5 separate regions of the Mus musculus genome follow, and all the other regions are linked to region 4. Evidence: chromatin contacts called from public promoter capture Hi-C data. All regions are on one chromosome and are shown on one strand. The core of a region is the stretch at or near the end of the contact, and the rest is flanking DNA. Distances in the headings are between cores, read along the strand shown.

Region 1 (2,700 bases), core at 63-2,562, 1.0 Mb after region 4:
CTGCCTGGGGTCACAGATGGAGGTATGCAGAGACTAGATTCTATCCTGTTGCAATGACTCAAGCAATCAGACTCCTGCAGCAGATCTCCTCCCAATAAAACTTTCATGCCATGGACCCAAGGGTGACCCAATGCAACAGTGGCAGAGACGGGTTTTACATTACCCGTCTCCCTAATGACCTCACTATTTTCTTCTTAGTCCTGACCACATACATAACCCTCCACTACATTCTTCCTGGCCCAGAGACCCTCTCCCCCCCCCCCAAAAAAAAAAACAAGTCTCTCCAAAGAGTTACGACTTAACTAAAGGACCCTGAGGTTTTAACAGGGAACTTCACCTCCCCACCTCCCCCTCCTTCCTTCAAAAAGGACTGGCATGCTAAGCAAAGGCTTCATTTTCTGTTCCGGGAATCCTGGTACTTCCTAGAGAAAGAAAGCGGATTGGAAGACACAAACTCAGGGCCAGTGACAAGCTGCTCCCTCCTTCGGTGACACCGCCCCCGCTCCGCCTGGGGGAGGAAGGCCCCACCTCTCTCCTCCGAGCTAGCTCAGGTCCCCCTCCCCCGTCTCCAGCCTCCTCTCCACCCTCTCCCCACCTGCTGCCCTCTTCCCAACACCCCAGAGCAGAGCGCCACCTCCGTGAGGACCGTGCGCAGCCAGCCGAGCCCCACCAGTAGGCCCTGATACTAAGCCCCGGCCCCCCACGCCTCGCGCTGGGTGAGGGAGGAGAATAACCACGGCACGGCACGGCTTTTCTTTGGTTCCCCCACAGCTCGGGCGGGGGAGGGAGAGAGAAAAGGCAGCGTTCCTCGCAGCCCTTTAAACCCAAGGAAAAGAGAGCCAAACAGCCACACCGCCCCCGCGTCCCCCTCCCACAGGTCAGCCTGCCTCCCCCTCGTCCCCAACCCTCCCAAGCTCACCTCTGCAGCCCAGGTCGCACCCTCGGGGGAGGCGGAGGACAAATCCGTGTGCGCCCCCCGCCCCCACCCCAGCTCGGCGTCCTTCGGCTGCGGGGACAGGAGTGGGGCTGGGGTCCCCAAGCTCAGCGAGGATCACCCCCCACACCAGCACCTCGCCCAGACGGTGCGAGCCGGACCGCGGCCGGGGGCCTCGGGCTCCCACCCGGACCCAGCCTCTTCCCTGCCCGGACCCGCCTTCCCTCCCCAGCTCCGAACCTGTTCCTGCTCCCTGCGCCGCGGCTGCCACCGCCGCCTCCGCCCCCGCAGGTTCCGCCCGGCTCTCCGGCCGCTGCCTCCCGCTCCGCAAGCCGACCCGACCGCGGTGAAGATGGTCCGCTGGCCCGCTCCCCGGCTCCCTCCTGCCCGCCCTCCACCTAGCACCGGAAGCCGCGACGGCGACAGGAGCTGTGCGGCGAACACCCACCCCCAGCCCGGGCTACTTCCCACCTCCACGATCGCGCGAGAAGTGCGCGGTAGCGAGCGGCAGTTCTCGCGAGACCCATCACCATGGCAGCGGCTGCAGCAAAAGCAGCCGGTGCTGAAGCTGAGCCTAGGCGGGGGCCTGTGTGGGGGCTGGAGGATCGGAAGGCACGGCGTGTAGAGGGGGCTGTGGGCACTGAGGTGAGGCTCCCGAGCAGAGCGAGCTCCGGGACCTTGCCACATCCTGGCTGCGCTGGCCACAGGGCTCGGACCAGGGAGTCTCCGGGGTTTCTTAAGCAGAGCCCATGTGGAGCATGGAGGATGAAAACGGTTGCTGTATCCTGCTCTAGTCCAGTCTTATTCCAAATAAACAGCGCATCACTCGCACCCCACCTGCTAATCCGCTCTGCTCCCTAGTTCCTAAGGATGCTTTCTCTGAGATCCTTTCCCATAAAGGAAGAGGAGAAAGAACGATGCATTCCAGATACTAGAGGAAACATCTGGATGGGGTCGTCTAGGAGGTTGAGGCTGAAAGGCAGAGGGCAGAAACTCAGAGGCGGCTCTCATGAAGTCTCTCTAGATGAGTCTGGATTTTAGTATCCCCAGGAAAGCGCACCCAGGACCCCGCCTTCCTTCCCTGACACTCATCTTTTGACATGATGGAGACACTGCCTGAGACTCTAGCCACAAGCTATGTTAGAATCTGAGCTAGAAGGGTCCTCGCCAGAAACGGGTGCTCTTACCCACTGAGCCATCTCACCAGCCCCCACTGCGTTCTTTAAATGCATCAAGTATAAGAGCTTGGTGCAGCGTTATAACTCTTCTCTCCCTCCAAAACATAGGCTGGGAACAGAATCTATCTCTTGTCACATCTGTCTCTGGTTTATACCTTTATACCAGTTTGTCTTCTCTTGTTTACCTCAAAAATTACAGGACTGGCTGGGGGCGGTGGTGGCACAAGCTTTTAATCCCAGCACTGGAGACTAGGGTGCAGAGGCAGGTGGATGTCTGTGAGTTAAAGGTCAGTCTGATTTACAGAGCAGGCTCCAGAACAGCCAGAGATGGTTAACGAAGAGATGGACAGCAAGGAACTTGCTTATAACGAAGAGAATTATATTTGTCCCCACTCAGGACTCAATGCTGTTGAGAGCCTTTGTTAAGCTCTGGTTTTTGCTCGTTTTTCCCTCCATTTATTAACTCTGTGTGTGTGTGCTTGTATGAGAGATTGCGGGTGCACTTGTGCTCTAGCAAGATGTGGAGGTTAGAGAGGACACCTTTTGGGAGTCGCTGTTCTTGACTTTTTTCCCTCGTTGGGCCAGGAT
Region 2 (2,700 bases), core at 187-2,686, 1.1 Mb after region 4:
CCATGGGCTGAACTCTGCTCCTAGGCTCACTGTAATTTCTCCTTCCTTTAGTCAGGTGTCTGTATCCTAAGGACACCTTTAATCCCAGCACTTGAAGGCAGAGGCAGGCGGATTTCTGAGTTCTGAGGCCAGCCTGGTCTACAGAGTGAGTTCCAGGACAGCTGCCAGGGCTACCCAGAGAAACCCTGTCTCAGGGGAGGGGAAAAAAAAAAAGCCCTAAGGACAGTACTTACTACAGTCTACCTTAACTAACAGCCTTCCCGGTACCTCTCATCTCTGTCTCTCTGTACTCCAGTATATATAAAGCAAAGGGCTAAATTCGTAAATATAGAGAAAAGTTGCTTTAGAACTATATACTCACAGTTCACTTATAATGTAAATAATACATTTACAAGTTAGAAACGTGTTGTTTTAAATTTAATGTAATCAAACTACTTTTGCTGAGAATGCTTTCTCTGTAGAAAAACAAAATCCTTGGTTAGAGGACCACCTGCATACCATTTTACCACTTTATCCTTCCTTCTTTATAAACTAAGTTACACTATTCCTCTGCACACAAAGGGGCGGGGGGGGGGGGAGGGGGAGAGAATTTACTCCAGGCCAAGTAACTGACTCAAAGAAAACGCAATTCTAAGAAGAGCGAACCTGCAAGTATTACATGGATATATGGTGGGGGAAGACAAACCCCAAGCTGCCCTCAGAAGATACTCGGTTAAAAACTACGGAGCAGGAAGTCGATGGGAGGGCCTTCGGAGTGGCAGAGAAAGCTCCTGCGAATGAGGTCGGTCAAACAAGTAAGTAGCAGATAAACCTACCGCATCTGTAAAGAGCCGAGCCGACGGTGCTCGCCAAGAACGAGCTGTCAACACGCATGCACAGCGTCACTGATCAGGACACGACCTAAACTTGTCCAGGGGACACAGTGGCCTCCTGGATTCCTTCCTTCGCGGAAAATTCAATTCTCGGGCTTAGTAAAGGAATGGAACCTCGCAGGATGCCAACAATTGCTTAAGCAATCGCACAAACGGGGTCCTGGAGCTCCCTGCAAGCCGGGCTCGCTCACCTAATACGCGGGATCACAACCCCGCTCTCATGCAAACTTCGGAAAGGACTTGAGGCACTCATGGGCAGGGGGCTCCAAGCTCACAACCCGCTCCCTATCTCTCAGGGTACCGCGGACCCCTGGCGGGCGGGCGGGCGGGCGGGCACGGGTGTGGCCCAGACCTAGGAGAGGCGCCCACCCGAGCAGAGGAAGGGGAGTCCCGGACTCCAGCGCCAAGCCGGGCCGGCCTTCCCCGGCTCCTAGCGGGGGGTCTCCGGCTCCACAGCGCCCCCCGCCGCCCTCCTGCGCCACTCACCGACTCCATTGCTAGCGCCCGCCAGTTCCTCAGCTTGGAAAGCTCCCTGGCGCCAGACCCCGCCCCACATCCGGTGCCGCGCACCACTTCCGCCTACGTCAGACCCCAGCCGCAGGGCGGAAGGCGGGGAACCCACCCTTCCGGCGGTGGCTGAGCCTGGTTTATTGGGTAACCTTCCTCTCCCAGCTCTCCAGGACCTTAAGATCTGGCCAACGGCGAGGGTCATGGGACAGAGGCACTTGTATTTAAAATGTTCTTTTTTTATTTATCGTTTAAAAACAAACTTTGAAGAAGCAAAATCCAAAACTTGCCCTTTGCCTCTCGCAACATAAATTATGTACAGTTCAGAATGATCGCTGATACAAAACATGCCAAGGACAGGGGCGCTGGGGGTGGAGGAAGAGAGAGCGCTTTAAAAAAGGGAACCATTTCATCCGTTGTCACGAAGGACCAACCTTGCTGTACAGGATACACACAACACAAAAGAAAGTTCTTCACGGGTTCACACTTGTCAGCGATTTATTTTTTTTTAAAGGGGGAGGGTCCTGGAGGTGAAGGTAGAAGGTAAAAAGGGAGAAACTGAAAATTGAGTGCAAGTGTAAACCAACCCAAAATACAAACACAGGGGGCGGGGTTGGGGGTGGGATTCTGATGCAATTATACAGGCAGGGTACTTTAAAAAAAAAAAAAAAACCAACAACAACCAAAATTCCAACCTTGTAGCGTGGGTCTGAGTTATAGTTTATATAAAAATTAAAAACTGTATAAGGTTTCTTCACTAAATTCTACAGGACTATCGGATACCTAGCATATGCTTACAAAGTCTGCCCCTTCTCCTTTCCCAGTTCTAGGGCCCAAACCCCAACCAGAGCCTGACTCACAGGAGACCATCTCCCCCACCTAATGCCTAGACCGTTCAGCTCTGTGGCTTTGGGGACAGCAAGCCCAGGTTCCCACTGTCTAGTCTAATTACAATGGTTTCCGTGGGAGTGTGGGGGAGTTGTTATTCTCAAACATTTGCAGCTTGAAACAGTTGAGGAAGCAGCTTTAAAAAAAAAAAAAAGAAAAGAAAAGAAAAAAAAAAGGCCAGAAAAAAAAAAAAAAAAAAAAAAAAAACCCAAAAATCTCCCTACCCCCATCAATCCACAATCCCCCAAATTTAAAACAAAACAAAAACCTAAAATCACAACAGCAACCGCCCTACCCCTCCAGCAGGCCTGCCCATTTGCCACCATCCAGCCCATCTCTACAATCCAGATAATCTGATTCTTGAAAATAGTAATTACAAAATGCCCTCTGCCCACAGCCCCTAGGAGAGAACTGCATAGAAGCGTCATTTCAT
Region 3 (2,700 bases), core at 15-2,514, 1.1 Mb after region 4:
CCAGAGGCTGAGGCGGGAGGCTCATGCTGCACCCTTCCTGCTGTAGATACACACCCCTTCTCCCCAGCACCTCCTACCAGGGCTGGAAACACTGGCTTCCAGCAGAAAAGAGCACAAATAAAGTCATTTCTCCATCAAAGAGGCACAAGCTAGCCTACTCTGCAGAGCCGGGGCAGCACCTGAGAACTATTTACCATTCCGTAGCCAGAAAAGCATTGTAGAGATCTGGCGGGGGCTTTCAGGATTGGCCAGGGACTCATGGGCAGCTAACTCTACACTAGGCCCAGAGAAAGCAAGAGACAAAAGCCATTTTTTTGCAGCCCACATTCGTAGAGAACAGATCTCAACGGCCTCCTCTATAATCCCCCGGAGATTATGTCCATCCCAAGAGGAGGGGAAACGAAGCAGGCTAAGACACCACTAGGCCTTGCTGGGGTCACTTTGCCAGGCAGAGTAGTTAAGTTGAACAGCAGGGGCAGAGCTGCCCCAGCCCCACCTCCTTCATGCCCCAGCTCCCCTCTTCATCGCACCAGTTTCCACCCACCCTCCCCCCCCCCCCCCACCTCCCGGGTGAAGGACTCAGGGCTCCTTGAGTTTCCCACGGATTGTTTTGGGTGCCCAGGTAGGTAGGAACAACATTAAAGTCCAATCTGGCAGTATGTGGGACCTGGCAGTGGCATCCCCCCACCAAGTTGCTCTGTCCCAAGGAACCCTGGGGGTGGGGGTGGGGGACAACAGCCTGGGATTGGTGTTGGCATCAGGGCCTGGGTCCTAGTTTGGTCGAACTCCCTCAACACAAAAATAAACAGGCAGAGAGGCTATCTGGACATGTTCCCAAACTCCTGTAGTTCCCTGAACCCCCAATCTTTAAAGAGGCACACCCCAAGAAACCAGGCCTCGGTTCTGCCGTGGCAACTGGCTCAGATTCCCTTGACAGACCCTGCCAAAGGAACCCTCCCCAGCTCTGGCACCCCTTTCTCCAACCTAAAGGCCAGCCACCGGCCAAGATAGTCCATCTGGCTGTGCCCCTAGTCCAACCCTTTCTGGGCCCAGGCCGGGCGGACTTCACTCACCTCTTCACAGGGCGATCCAGAAATCCTCATCCGAGAACATGGCCAGAGCCCGGGCCGCTCCCCGACCTCCAACCGCCAGAGCGAGCACAGCCGCCCCCCACTCGGGGGGGCTTAGGGAGACCAAGAACGGTAAATCCAGGTCGGAGTGGTCACCCTTCCCCCGGGGGTTTAAAAAAAAAAAAAAAAAAAAAAGCAAAAATCCAACAGGGGTTCTCTGCCTCAGGTTCCAGCAGTTTAGGTTTCCATGAACAGCCCCAGGGCGGCGAATCCCGAGCGGACACAAAGAGAGCACCGGTGGCTTTGATCTTGGGCGAGCAGGCTCCGCATCCGCGTCGCGGGGCGGCCTCTCAGTCCTAGGGCCCGGCCAGCGCCCCGGCCGCCCGCGCCGGGCTCGGGCGGAACGTCGAGGCTCTCCAGATGGAACGTCGAGGCGCCTCCCCAGCAGCCCGGAAGGAATGCCGCGCCGCGCCGCGCCGCGCGCCGGGCCCGGATGGAACGTGAGCCCCTCGCAGCCGCGCCGAGCCCCTCTCCCCGCCGGGCCGGCGCCCCGGGGCCGCGCGAGCTACGGCGACGCGGAGCCGGCGGGGCCGAACCTGACACACACCCAGCGCCGGGCTCCGCGACCCCGAGCGTCCCCCCTCGGCGGCTTCGAGCCCCCCACCTTCTGCTCCCCCCGGGGAAGGGAGGAGGGTTGGTGGGCGAGGAAGAGGAAGGGGCGGGCGGTGCGAGCCCTCTGCCCGCTCCCCTCCGGCCGCTCCAGGCCCAGCGCTCGCCTCCCTTCCCCTCTGGCCTCGGGAGCTGCCCCGCCCCCGGCCTGGCCGCCTGTGGTCAGCGGCACCCCCTAGACCCCCGGCAGGCACTGATCGCGGGGGGTCTAGAGGTGCATGGTCCAACCCCGGCTCCCGGCGCCGGGGGGTCAGGAAACTGAGCGGAAAGTGGGGAACGAGGCAGCCATTTGCAACCGGAGAGGAAAGTAGTGCAGCGCGGCGCCGCTCCGCCTCCCCCCTCCGCCTCCTGCTCGGCCGGTAGGGTGGTTCCTGCGAAGAGGCTCTTTCCTCGCCTTGGAGCTGGGCAGCGATCGTAGAGACTCGTGGAGCGTCCGGCGCGAGATCCAGGGGGCCCTTTTGCCTGGGGAACCCCACTCGAGAAGGGGAGAAAGGAGAAGAGGAGGCCCTATTTTGTGTTGGAGCGGGGCGGCGGAGGGGTACAGCCCTCTTGGAGGAAAGGCTGTGACTCTGCAGTTCTACGCACACGCTCCGGGATCCCTCCGCTGCAGATTAACCCCGACTGCGCCAGGCTGGCCGCCGGGCAGACACGTGGGAATAAAGCCCCCCTCTTCTTCGCCACGGCCCAGGAGCTGCCTCCTTTACCTTCTGGGTGGTAAAGCTAGGATTCTGGCCACTTTTTAATTCTGTTCCCTAAAGTCACTGACCCTTGGAACTCCTTTCTTTGGCTGGGGGACAATCTTTGCCAAGGGGGGGTGGGGGGTGAAAAGAGAGCCTGGAGATTGGCCGCAGCTCTGCATCCTGGGAACTGGAGTCCGCAAATGGAGAAAGTGAGGCACCGTGCCTGGCGCTGCAAAGGGTGGGTTCTTGCCACGTTTGGGGGCCGGAAGAAAGCTGGACGA
Region 4 (2,700 bases), core at 13-2,512:
CATCCTCCTACACTAGTTAGTCCCACACGCTCTCCTCTATTCCCTCAGTGGGCAGACCTGAGGTAAGGTCCCGAGCTTACATAGGCTTCTTTCTTCTTCTTTCCCTTCCTCCTCTTCCATTCCAGCCCTAGGCAGAGCTGAGTCCTCGAAGAGATGCCTGTAGTGTTGAGAGCCATGGGAATGGCTTTTCCCCTCCATGCCTTCCCTATTTAGGAATCCCCCTGGGGTTTCTCTGTGCGTCCCCTGATGGGGAAGATCGCAAAATTCAGCTCCTCCTAGAAATCTTTATGCTACAGACCCAACAAGTCCCAACGGGCTGAGCCCTCGACTGCTCCTCCTGCCTTGACTTATCAGATCCTGTCCAGAGTCCGAGGCAGGAACACCCTGGGAGGCTGGAATGGCAGGAACTCTGACTCTCCTGGAGCTCAGCTCCCTCCCTTGGCTCTCCTCCCTACCACCCACTAGTCGCTAATTAACACAGCAGTAGCAGCTTTTGCACAGTTACAGAACAGGACAGTGTCCCTTTCCTCTTCCAGTCCCCATCTCCTTCCATCACTACCTGCAAATGCAAGGCCCATCCCTTCTCTACCTTTCAGCTCCCCTAACCTGGGGCAACCCCACCCCCACCCCATCACACTAACCAGTCATTTGTTCTTTCCCAAGTAGGACAGGGCTCACCTCTGAGTCAGGGGCTTTGGTTTCCTCCTGAGCCCACCCATCTCCTAACTCCCACCTATCACCAGGCAGCTGAAGAGCGAGTGACCAAGGGCATCCAGGTAACCCCAACTCAGCAACCTCCTTCCCTTCCAAACCATGTAGTAGCCCCAAGAAAACAAAACCTCATCCAAGTATGGAGTCTGGTTTTTCTAGTGATGTTGGAGCTGATCCTCCAAGATCTCAGCTCTGCAATCCCTCCACATCATTAGCCAACTTCAGAGCCTGATCCTGCAACCTCAAGCAAGGGCAGGTCAAATGGTCCACTGGGTTAGGACATCATTCATCCTGTTATGCCCCAGCACTCTGTTCTTTAGGCAACCCAGCCTACGCCCGTGCCCACCAGAGAATGACTTACCAGCCCAGGCTAGACCACAGAGCATAGCCACTATAAAAGGAACACGGGCCTTCATGATGCCACCTGCAGCAGAGCGGCCGTTGGACTTCCCACCACAATCAAGATGAACGTCACAGTGCCCAGATGAGCCGTATCCCTCAGGCCGATCCTTTTAAAGACACCAGGACTTGTGGATCTGGTGTGGCTGGATCCTTCCAGGAAGGAAAGGGGGGAGGGAGGGATCACAGATGGATAGGAGGTAGAGAGGAGGAGGAGGGGGAGGGGGAGGGGCCCCACAGCTGTTTGAAGCCTAAGAGAAGGTGACTAAGCAGGCAGGTCATGCCAGATGTTTAAAACAGGTAATGCTTGCTATTTGTAGCTGGAAAATAGGCCACACTAGCAGACGCAGCAAGATGAACCTAGTTTGGCAGGTTCTCTATTCAAGTGAGGAGCACTAATGTGTTCCTCTTTGGATGATCTATTTTAAACACCCACCTACCCCCAGTCCCAGACCTGGCCTGCTGGAGACTGTAGTTCTAGATTCCCATTCGAATGGCGGTGGTCACATAGCTGGTGCGTTTCTCATTCAGTATAGAAATCCCTTCCGTGATCCCAAGTGCTTGTGGGATTTTCCCTTGGGTGTCATCATGCTTGAAGAGGTAGAGGTGCATCCTCTCTGGACTGCTCATCTCCCCTCACAGATCTCGTTCTTAACCCCTAGGACTTTATAGCCTAAGATGGACCAGCACAGAGAAAATTAGTTAAGGGATCTGGAGGGAAAGACAGCAGGACACTAAGTCAGCAGTCATCAGCTCGTTCACGCAGAGGTAACTTGGGGAGAAACTTGGATTTCCTTCTGGCTAGGTTTTACAGCAACTTGGCACAAGTTAGGGTCATCTGCGAAGAAGATGCCCCCATAGGCAAACCCGTGAGGCGTTTCCATGGTGGATGACTGACATGGGAGGTCCAGCCCACTGTGGGCGGTGCCAACCTTGGCCACGTGGTCTTGGGTTGTATAAGAAAGCAGGCTGACCAAGTCACGGGAGCAAGCCAGTGAGCAGCGTTCCTCCATGGCTTCTACTTAAGTTCCTACCTTAGGTTCCTGCCCTCAGTGATGAGTTGTGACTGGAAGATTGTAAGACAAATTAAACCTTTTCCTCTTCAAATTGTTTCGGGTCGTTTTACCACAGCAATAGAAACCTTAATTAAGACGGATGCTCACAGCATTGTATACAAGCACCCAGAAAAGGTGGAATGCACCCCCAACAGGATTTTCTATCTGCTGGTCATCTAGGAACCCCACCGCTTCCCCTCCTCGGCTCTCTTGCAGCTAGATGCTCACTTAGGCTTCTATCTTGACAAGCTTTTCCAGGGAGCCACTATGGAAACTCCAGAAAACTGGGACCAGCGTGGGGAAGGATCCAGGGAGGTGCATGGTGAAGGGTGAGGGGAAAGAATGCTAAGGGAAAGAGGCCAAGGCTGCTAGGGCTCAGGGCAGGCAGCCATCAGAAATGTTGGAAGTGGGTATCCTGTTTGGTGATAGCTATCCAGCCGCCATTTTATACTAAGTGCTATGTTGTAACGGGGTTTAGACCTTAACAATTCTCCCTGTGAGTTATATATCTATTCTCATTATTGATCTGTCTGCC
Region 5 (2,700 bases), core at 101-2,600, 1.1 Mb after region 4:
TTACAGGTGGCTATAAGCCACCACTTGGGTGCTGAGAACAGAGTCCGGGGCCTCTGGCAGAGCAGTCAGTGCTTTTAGCCACTGAGCCATCTCTCATTCCCCCCAATTATGTTCATCTTGAGTTGGGCAGGTACGGTGGCGGAATAGGCCTGTAATCCCAGCAGTCACTGGACCATCATGGGTTCTACATATTAAACCTTTATGTTAGGTAGGGTCACACAGCAAGATCCGGTCACAAAACCAGCAACAACAAAACCAAAAGGAGCCAGCTTCTTCCCACAAGCATTCTTTCCCTCAGGTCTTCAGCTCCATCTGACAGCTACTCGGCTGGTGGTCCTATCCTTTCTGAGCCTAGTTGCCAGAGAAACAAGCCCGGTTCATCTTCATGACTAGCACATCTAATGATAAGCACAGGTTGACTCAAGGTGCCATAGGGTGACACTAGGTACCCAGAGCGACAGAATGACACCTATGAGTGCACGTCGTTAATCACAAACACACACACACACACACACACACACACACACACACACTCATGCACCCACCTGCAAACACAATTGCAGCCTTCTGGACGTCTCCTGTCACAGCCCCACCTCCTTCCTGATACACTGCGTTAAGTGGTGACTGTAACAAAATGACTTCATGCTCTCCCTGTCCTGAGCCAAATTACACAATTATTTGGAAAGGGCTCAAAATGTTCTTCGTTAGAAGTTTCTGGATACACCAATACACAGGAGCGTGCACCCTCAGAACACATGTACACTTTGACTTAATCTCACGGGTGACACACCGACGCTTACACTCCCCCTAGCCCACAGAGGCAAACTGCTGGGCGCTTCTGAGTTTCTCACTGCCACCAGCTCGGTTTGCTCAGCCTACCCCTACACCCCACGCCCGGGAATCCCTGACCACAGCTCCACCCATGCTCTGTCTCCTTCTTTTCCTTCTCTGTCCAGCCGTCGGGGTTCCTGGGTGAGGAAGTGTCTCCACGGAGTCGCTGGCTAGAACCACAACTTTCATCCTGCCATTCAGAATAGGGAAGAGAAGAGACCACAGCGTAGGGGGGACAGAGGAGACGGACTTCGAGAGGACAGCCCCACCGGCGCGTGTGGGGGAGGCAATCCAGGCTGCAAACAGGTTGTCCCCAGCGCATTGTCTCCGCGCCCCCTGGCGGATGCTGGTCCCCGACGGGCTCCGGACGCGCAGAAGAGTGAGGCCGGCGCGCGTGGGAGGCCATCCCAAGGGGAGGGGTCGGCGGCCAGTGCAGACCTGGAGGCGGGGGCCACCAGGCAGGGGGCGGGGGTGAGCCCCGACGGTTAGCCTGTCAGCTCTTTGCTCAGACCGGCAAGAGCCACAGCTTCGCTCGCCACTCATTGTCTGTGGCCCTGACCAGTGCGCCCTGGTGCTTTTAGTGCCGCCCGGGCCCGGAGGGGCAGCCTCTTCTCACTGCAGTCAGCGCCGCAACTATAAGAGGCCTATAAGAGGCGGTGCCTCCCGCAGTGGCTGCTTCAGCCCAGCAGCCAGGACAGCGAACCATGCTGCCTGCGGCCCGCCTCCAGACTTATTAGAGCCAGCCTGGGAACTCGCATCACTGCCCTCACCGCTGTGTCCAGTCCCACCGTCGCGGACAGCAACCACAGTCGTCAGAACCGCAGCACAGAACCAGCAAGGCCAGGCAGGCCATGGGGCTCTGGGCGCTGCTGCCCAGCTGGGTTTCTACTACGTTGCTACTGGCACTGACCGCTCTGCCCGCAGCCCTGGCTGCCAACAGTAGTGGCCGATGGTGGTAAGTGAGCTAGTACGGGGTCCGCCACTTGTCCTGGGGCAAAGAGCCAGGCACGGGCCTTACCCAGCTCCCACGCTGTGGGGATCACCAACCTACAGACCCCCCTCGTGCATTGTGACTTCACATCCAGGGTGCTCACACCTAGAACTAGCTCTGCTGAAGTGGGGGCACATCATTGGCATGCAGAAGCCCAGATACACCAGGCTCAGAGACCATTCCCATTTAATACGACCCCGTTTCTGCTGAGCAACAGGTCCCAACCTCGCTGTGGTGGGTGCTCAGGTGTCCCTTAGGTCTTGAACCAAAAAAAAAAAAAAAAAAAAAAAAAAAACCAGATATTAGCTTTGAGGTGAGGGAGTGGAATTCCTAAGTTTTTCAAGGTGGGCAAGGCTGCAGGTGGGGTTTCTCCTCGGGGGCTGACTTGAAGAAAGGAAGAGCTAAGGTAGCCATGCCTTTTCTGTCCACTCACTAGACTCTGGAGCTCAGGGCCAGGCAAGGATAGGGTGGTACAGCCTGTATGGTTAGGATGCAGGTCCCCTCCCCTGGACTGAACCCTTATGCATCCCGCCAGGGGCATCGTGAACATAGCCTCCTCCACGAACCTGTTGACGGATTCCAAGAGTCTGCAGCTGGTGCTCGAGCCCAGTCTGCAGCTGCTGAGCCGCAAGCAGCGGCGACTGATCCGACAGAACCCGGGGATCCTGCACAGCGTGAGTGGAGGGCTCCAGAGCGCTGTGCGAGAGTGCAAATGGCAATTCCGAAACCGCCGCTGGAACTGCCCCACTGCTCCGGGGCCCCACCTCTTCGGCAAGATCGTCAACCGAGGTGGGTGCCCAGGAAAGCGACGCTTCCGGGATTAAGGGAAAAGCAGGGTCATCTCCAGGGCATAGGCGGGCGAAGGCAGGGAAGACATC

What was found. Promoter capture Hi-C pulls out the DNA fragments that hold promoters and counts their contacts.
Region 1: a promoter capture Hi-C map of pre-B cells shows a contact between it and region 4, with 3 times the contacts expected there. The contact joins the promoter of Arf3 here to the promoter of Endou in region 4. A contact is called at or near these places in 2 of 39 promoter capture datasets (the 3T3-L1 cell line and pre-B cells).
Region 2: a promoter capture Hi-C map of pre-B cells shows a contact between it and region 4, with 2.7 times the contacts expected there. The contact joins the promoter of Prkag1 here to the promoter of Endou in region 4.
Region 3: a contact with region 4 is called in a promoter capture Hi-C map of pre-B cells, with 4 times the contacts expected there. The contact joins the promoter of Kmt2d here to the promoter of Endou in region 4. A contact is called at or near these places in 2 of 39 promoter capture datasets (the 3T3-L1 cell line and pre-B cells).
Region 5: a contact with region 4 is called in a promoter capture Hi-C map of pre-B cells, with 6 times the contacts expected there. The contact joins the promoter of Wnt1 here to the promoter of Endou in region 4. A contact is called at or near these places in 2 of 39 promoter capture datasets (the 3T3-L1 cell line and pre-B cells).

The regions. Positions count from the first base shown.
Region 1 is chr15:98,761,806-98,764,505 of GRCm38.p6, forward strand. Arf3 (ADP-ribosylation factor 3) reads right to left here and starts at 1,313. Exons shown (of 5, transcript NM_007478.3): 1 at 1,175-1,313. It overlaps LOC115488470, which reads right to left and starts at 241. Exons shown (of 1, transcript XM_030248862.1): 1 at 1-241. The coding sequence starts at 107.
Region 2 is chr15:98,830,072-98,832,771 of GRCm38.p6, forward strand. It overlaps Prkag1 (protein kinase, AMP-activated, gamma 1 non-catalytic subunit), which reads right to left and starts at 1,437. Exons shown (of 12, transcript NM_016781.2): 1 at 1,359-1,437. The coding sequence starts at 1,367. It overlaps Kmt2d (lysine (K)-specific methyltransferase 2D), which reads right to left. Exons shown (of 55, transcript NM_001033276.3): 55 at 1,598-2,700.
Region 3 is chr15:98,869,941-98,872,640 of GRCm38.p6, forward strand. It overlaps Kmt2d (lysine (K)-specific methyltransferase 2D), which reads right to left and starts at 1,265. Exons shown (of 55, transcript NM_001033276.3): 1 at 1,074-1,265.
Region 4 is chr15:97,730,143-97,732,842 of GRCm38.p6, forward strand. Endou (endonuclease, polyU-specific) reads right to left here and starts at 1,263. Exons shown (of 10, transcript NM_001168693.1): 1 at 1,073-1,263. The coding sequence starts at 1,127.
Region 5 is chr15:98,788,507-98,791,206 of GRCm38.p6, forward strand. Wnt1 (wingless-type MMTV integration site family, member 1) reads left to right here and starts at 1,351. Exons shown (of 4, transcript NM_021279.4): 1 at 1,351-1,786; 2 at 2,358-2,611. The coding sequence starts at 1,683.